Regions from separate parts of the Callithrix jacchus genome. Here region 1 is linked to region 2. Evidence: chromatin contacts called from public Hi-C data. All regions are on one chromosome and are shown on one strand. Each heading gives the region's core, a stretch centred on a gene start, on an enhancer-like site or on the middle of the called end of the contact. The rest is flanking DNA. Distances are from core to core; before and after follow the strand shown. Region 1 has its middle 16 kb from the start of TESC. Region 2 has its middle 65 kb from the start of TESC.

Region 1 (3,563 bases), core at 347-2,846, 81 kb before region 2:
CACACGCTACCACACCTGGCTAAGTTTTGTATTTTTAGTAGAGACAGGGTCTCTATGTTGCCCAGTGTGATCTTGAACTCCTGGCCTTAAGCGATCCACTCGCCTCTGCCTCCCAAAGTGCTGGGATTACAGGTGTGAGCCACCGTGGTCTGCCTAAAAGCTCAAGTCCTTTAATCGTCATAGTATTCTACAGGGTCATGTTGTTACTATAAACCCATTTTACTGATGAAGCTGAGGCTCAGTGAGGGGGGCACTGGGCTGTCCACGGTCTCAAGATGGTGGAGGAGGATGGTGGAGAAGGGTGGCGCCCCCAGCAGGGTCCAGGGGGTGATTTTCCTGCTGGTCACAGGTTCCCACAGGTAGGAAGCCCCACTAGTCTTGATTGTGCCTGATCCCTCCCCATGCTCTAGGGGGCAGCAGAGTTTTATAATTGGCCGTAAGATTCCCAGTGGAATAGACTAGGGTTCAAGTCCTGCTTTGGCTACTAACAGGGCAGGTGAATGAGGCCAGTCATTTAATCTGGGGGAAGGAGTCTCTGTTTCCTGTGGATGAAATGGAGATAAAGGTTTCTCCTGGGAGAGTGCTTCTTAAGAACATGTTGGAAATAGATGCTCAGTGCTGCAAAGAAAAAGCAGCACTGAGACAGGCTCTTTCAGCAATGCAATTTTTACTTCCCAGCCTGCTGGAAGGGCACTCTCACTAGCCATGTTGCCATGAGAGTACAACGAACAAAGGAAAACACACGAATTTATCCCTTACACATTTGGGGTTGTCCTTACTGATGTGTCTGATCTCTGTTGGCTGGAGCCAGACCTCACAATCTAAACTAAAACCTGACTGGCTAACAACTTAAAACTTTTCTAAACAGGTAAAAGTAATGGAGAGCTGGGACATGCCTGTGAGCACGTCCAGCACAGGTATCTTGGTTAAAGTACAAGGACATACAGTGTACCATGTGCCTGTGAGGATGGCATGTCTAACACAGGATGGGGCTTAACAGAGTTATTAACACACTTACTCTTTTACAATAAAGGAAACTTTAAAAGGGAACTTTTCTACTTCCCACAGGACATCAGTAGCAACAGTAAGATAGTGGCAGACACCCAGACAGCTGCTGGCTTGTGCTGTTCTAAGCACTTTTGTGTTTCTTTTCTCCACACCCCAGGGCTGTTGCAACTCTCATTGCCCTGGTCTTGTAGATGCAGTCACGGAGGCAAAGAGAAGCAAAGCGACTTTCCCGAGTGCACACAGTTAGGAAGTGGCAGAGCCAGGACTTGAACCCAGATCGTCCAGCTGCTCTGGGACTGCCAGTGGAAATGCTTGGCGCTTAGCACGCAGCTGGACCGGCAGCACCCACAGATGGAAGCGTCAGTTCCTGAGATCATAGCAGCATTTATAGGGCTCCCCGGGAGAGAGGTGTGCCCACTGCTGAGGCCCTTGGAACATCTTGCATAAAAGAAAGAAGTTCTTAGCCAGCAGCTCTGCACACTACAAGTTTCTAAGTTATTTATAAAGAGGCTGCTGAAGCCGAGAGACTTCTAACAGGCGGAGGTATGTTCTTGAGACTAAGAATAGTGGCTGAGGCCTGACAGGAGGCGCTTTCTGGTGACATCAGAGCATCCCAGCCTTGCTTCCAGCAGTAGCAGCAGCAGCTTGGAGGGAGTGTGGGTTTTCTCCCGGCTCAGCGACAGCTGCTGGTTCACCCTGGTTCCTCCCAAGAGGGCGGCATTCAGCCTGGGTGCTGAGGCTGGTGTAAGACAGGGATGGGTGACCCCCAACAAGCAGGCTTTAGCTGGAGTTTAGAGGTCTGTAATCTGCCATTTCCCTCTCCCACTGTTTCCTGAAGAGCAGCCATCTGGCCTGACCAGTAGGATGGGGACAAAGAGCAGAGGCCTGCAGGAGAGGGGCTGGGAAGTCCCTGGGCGGCCCCTGTATTTAGATCCCTTTCTCAGCAGTAGGGGGCAGAGTATTTTACCACCCTGCTCACCCAACCTCACCATCACCTGGGGGCTTCTAACAGGTCCTGACCCCAGAGCCCCCACCCCTGCCTGCAGCACCAGAGGCTCCAGGAGAATCTTATGCACATCACAGTTGTAGAACTCTAGAACTCTTTTTTTTTTTTTTTTTTGAGATGGAGTTTACTCTTGTCACCTAGGCTAGAGTGCAGTGGTGCAATCTTGGCTCAGTGCAACCTCCACCTCCTGGATTCAAGTGATTCTCCTGCCTCAGCCTCCTGAGTAGTTGGGATTACAGCTGTGCATCACCACACCCGCTGGTTGTATTTTCAGCAGAGATGGGGTTTTGCCATGTTGGCTGGGCTAGTCGAACTTATAACCTCAGGTGAATCCACACACCTCGGCCTCCCAAAGTGCTGGGATTCCAGGCGTGAGCCACCACACCCGCCTAAAACTCCTGTAATCTACAAGAAGGAGGACTTCAATCCAGAACTTGCCCCAAACCCCAACAGGTGACCATCGGCTTTTTTCTGGGGTGGAAATAAATTCTGAGGATAGAGTACAAAGATTAAATCAAACCAGGAGCCATGAGCTTTCAGTGGAGCTATTAGAGGGATGTGGGGTGGGGGGCGGGTCAGGGAGAAAGGGAAGGGTAACAGTTTAAATAGGATAACTTAAAATGCTGTTTCAAATTCGTATAGCCATTGTGGAAACCAGTGTGTAGGTTCCCCCAAAAATTAAAAATAGAACTATCATAGGATCCAGCATTTCCACTTCTGGGTTTCTACCCAAAGGAAATGAAATCAGTGTCTTGAATGGATATCTACACTTCCATGTTGATTGCAGTATCATTCACAGCAGCCAAGGTAAACAACGTAAGTGTCCATCAACAGATGAATTGATAGAGAAAATGTAAAACACATATATAAGAATATTATTCAGCCTTTAAAAAGAGGGAGATCCTTGGCCGGATGCAGTGGTCATGCCCATAATCCCAGCACTTTGGGAGGCCAAGGCAGGTGGATCACCTGACGTCAGGAGTTTGAGACCAGCCTGGCGAACATGGTGAAACCCCATCTCTACTAAAAATATAAAAGTTAGGCCAGGTGGTGGCTCACACCTGTAATCCCAGCACTTTGGGAGGCCGAGGCAGGGGGATCACAACGTCAGCAGTTCGAGACAAGTCTGGCTAACATGGTGAAACCCCATCTCTACTAAAAATACAAAAATTATCCAGCATGGTGGCAGGTGCCTGTAGTCCCAGCTACTCGGGAGGCTGAGGCAGGAGAATTACTTCAACCCAGGAGGCAGAGGTTGTAGTGAGCCGAGACTGCACCATTGCACTCTAGCCTGGGTGGCAGAGTGAGACTCCATCTCAAAAAAAAAAAAAATAGAAAAGTTAGCTGGGCATGGTGGTAAACACCTGTAGTCCCAGCTACTCGGAAGGCTGAGGCAGGAGAATCGCTTGAACTCAGGAGATGGAGGTGGCAATGAGCCAAGATCGTGCCACTACACTGCAGCCTGGGTAACAGAGTGAGACAAATAAATAAATAAATAAATACAGCAGTGATGCTGCTCTTCCCACCCCTCAGCCTTCATTCACGTAGG
Region 2 (3,312 bases), core at 694-3,193:
AGGGGTAGGCTGATGCATCTTGTGGGGCTGCTGGCCTCTGATCAACAGAGACTGAGGGTTGCTGCTCCGGGCACCGATCTTGGTCAGCCCCACCATCTGGGCACTGCGGTCTGTGCCTCAGGCTGGAGGCAGGTGGTTTGGAAATGGCTCTCGTTACCTGCTGGACAATGGGGCGTGCCCACAAGGGGATTTCTGGCCTCACAGACCCTCCCCCAGGTGCAGCAAGCCCCTCTCGTCCCTGGATGGGGATAGGAACTGAATGACTGGGGCACCTCCACTCTGGCAGCCCGAAGGAGGTGATGTTTGCCCGGAAGCCTGGTCAGCAGATGAGTGATAACCACATAAACGGGTTAACAGCCTTCCTTCCATCAGAAATGACACCCTGACACCCGTGACTAAAAGGAACTCGGCAGAAATCAACACTAGGTCAAATATTTGAAGAAAGCTGATAAGTTTGTCCTTTGAAGGCCACAGGTCGTAGGTGGAGAAGGCTGAGCAGGGGCGGCGTCCTCGGCCTTTTGTCCTTTGAAGGCCACAGGTCGTAGGTGGAGAAGGCTGAGCAGGGGCGGCGTCCTCGGCCTGCTGGACGTCGGGGGAGGTCACCTGTGTCCATACTCTTCAGCCATCTGCCAGGAATAGTCTAAAGCGAGCTGTACTAATATTGCCGTATTACCAAGGGGAAAGGTTGGCTTTTGGATGTTGAAAGAATATGGCAATTTGACACAAACGCTCTAATTTGGTAGGTTTACAAAAGGGCTGTGTGATGGAAATCTAATATGAGCAGCTCAGGGGACATGCTGCAGCCACGTTAAGCATGAATTATGGATAAGGGAACAGAGTAAGATGACAGCAGCTTCCAGCGCTGGCCAAATACCCTCTTAGGGAACGAATTATTGCTAGACTTTAACAAAACAATGCTATTGTTTTCTGGGCCAAGGGACTAGAAAGTTCTTTTTACACTTTGCTAATAGGAGACGGGTCATCTGTGGATCTGATCCTTGTCACAGGGCAGCTGAACCTGTCCTCACCTGCCTGCAGTTAACGAGGCTGAGGCTGAACTCTGCTGGAAACAGCGCCGTGTGACTTAAGTAGGCTGATGGAGAGTTAAAAATACAAGTTGCCTTGGCAAGCCATTTGCAAACACCTGCCTTGCAGGCTGTCCTCCCACACAGCGACCTTGGGAAAGCCAGGAAGAGCTGAGTAGGGGGAGCCAGGGCGGAACCGCTCCCCGTATCGTCTCTGTCTTCTTGCAGAATTTGCACGTGGCAGTCAGCAGGGGCTTAGTGGTGGACCAGCCTGGTCCGAGGAGGACTCACGACTCCGAGGAGGACGTGGTGGCTGCTCGGCTCTCTAATCTGATTGTTAACCAAGTCAGCGAGGAACTGGGCTCCGGTCTCATAGAGGAAGGGCTGGCACCCCAAGAGTGGCTGTGATGGAGTGGCAGTGGTGGAGGGTCCCACTGAGGAGCTAGCTGCCATGTCTGTCTTAGAGAAATGACAAGGCAGCATGTGCCCGGGCGTTGGGGGCAAGGGAAGAAGAGACACAGCAACAGCTCAGCTGCAGGGAAAGAAACAGCCCCCCGTGCAGAGCAGTCAAACGGTTGCTTCTGGAAGCCCACACTCGGCATTAGAAGCCGAAAGTGGGCTGGGGACAAGGCACCCGCCAGAGCCCAGTGAGAGGGACTGTGCCATCGAACATTAGAGGCAGCCCTGGTCCAAGTCGCCGCAGGCCCCTGCAGCGGTAGCCAGGTAACCATCTGGCCTGGCCTCATGGGTGATGCGGGCAGGCCTGTGTGGCTTACAGCACCTTGGCCGGCCAGCGCTGTAAGCTCACTGCTGCCGCAGCTGCTGCTCAGAGCGGAGGCTCCATCAGGCAGCGGGTGACTGCCCTGTGGGAGCCCCTGTGGTGGCCTGCCCGGAATAGCAGCCACCGGACCGTTGTCATGAGAAGGCTGGCCCATCACTGGGGGAAGCCGTTTCTCTGCAACTGTAAGCAAAGTGGGTTTGCTGCGACCAGCATTTGCCTCTAACATGTGGGGTGGGAAGCTCTAGCCCCTGAAACGCGGGGCCTCCAGTTCTTAAGAGGTGGGATGGGAGTGAAGGACTTCATCTTGTGGGTATCAGCCGTCCCCTTCAGAAAGGACCAAGCCCTTCTCCTGGGGAAATTCACTTTCCTTTTGGTCAGCTGAAACCCTAGCATTCAGCTGGGGCAGGGAGTTCTGCTTGGTAGGAGAAGGTGGCGCCGTCCCTGGAGTGTCTCTGAAATGTGAATTATTGCCTGGGCAACAGGGCAGCACAGGGCTTGGGTTACAGAACGCACTCTAGTGGCAGAGATGACATTCTCAGGAGGGCTGTGGGCCCTTCGAGAATCTGATGAGAGGTAACCATGCTTTTTCCCAGAAAATGCCCCCATGCACTGTTTCACACACAGCAGGTCCTTGAATAACATCGTTTCATTCAATGTCATTATGTTATAACATTGAGAACTAAATTGATTCCTGGCTGGGTCCACCGTCTGTATGGAGTCTGGACGTCCTCTCCGTCTGTGCGAGTTTTCTGGGCACTTTGGTTTCCTCCCACACCCCAAAAATGTGCAAATGAAGTTTGTTGGTGTCTGAATAGTTGTGGTCTGTGTGTATGTGTGTGTGTGTCTAGTGGTGGGAGGTTGTCCTGTCCAGGGTGGGTCAGGACAGGACACCCTCCCACCACTAGACACACACACACGTGGGCCCCTGGGAGAGGCTCTGGTCACCCACCACCTTGAACTGGAATAACTTGAGTTGGAAAATGAGAGGAGTGAATAAAATAAAAATTCAGTCTCGCATAATCATACACATGCACGACAGTAAATGGCGCCATCCAGAAGCCCGGTGGGCCGGTTCGTTGCAGCGTGTGACCTGTGTGGTGGAAGGTGCTCCTGACAATTTCTGCTTTGCAAACATTTCGTGATTTAACCCACCAGCGCTGCAGCTGCCAGCACCGAGTCACCAAAAATTGGGTAAATAATTACCTTGTTGTTTTTAGTAATTTTTCTTAAACATATGTATAACTCCCATTTATTGAATGTTTAATATTATAAGTGGTTTAAAGTTCTAAAGTTTGGTGATGTTTTTATGGCCAGAAATATGCCGTGGGAACTTAACTCTTGTTTACATTAATTAGCCTACAGTAAAATTAGTGTCATCACACATCATTATGCTTAAAGTTGCTGTTTCTTTTTTTGAGGCAAAGTCTCGCTCTGTCGCCCCGGCTGGAGTGCAGTGGAGCGATCTCGGCTCACTGCAACCTCTGCCTCTCCAGTGCAAGTGATTCT

What was found. A called contact is a pair of places that touch in the nucleus more often than the background predicts.
Region 1: a contact with region 2 is called in a Hi-C map of induced pluripotent stem cells, with 4 times the contacts expected there. The contact joins two enhancer-like sites. A contact is called at or near these places in 3 of 3 Hi-C or Micro-C datasets (induced pluripotent stem cells and skeletal muscle).

What each region holds. Positions count from the first base shown.
Region 1 is chr9:120,159,019-120,162,581 of calJac240_pri, reverse strand. No RefSeq gene overlaps it. Among named protein-coding and RNA genes, the nearest start is that of TESC, 16 kb to the right of the region's middle. Within about 2 kb of position 1,596, at least 3 of the 16 cell types and tissues checked have an H3K27ac peak or open chromatin away from gene starts, as enhancers often do.
Region 2 is chr9:120,078,837-120,082,148 of calJac240_pri, reverse strand. No RefSeq gene overlaps it. Among named protein-coding and RNA genes, the nearest start is that of TESC, 65 kb to the left of the region's middle. Within about 2 kb of position 1,943, at least 5 of the 16 cell types and tissues checked have an H3K27ac peak or open chromatin away from gene starts, as enhancers often do.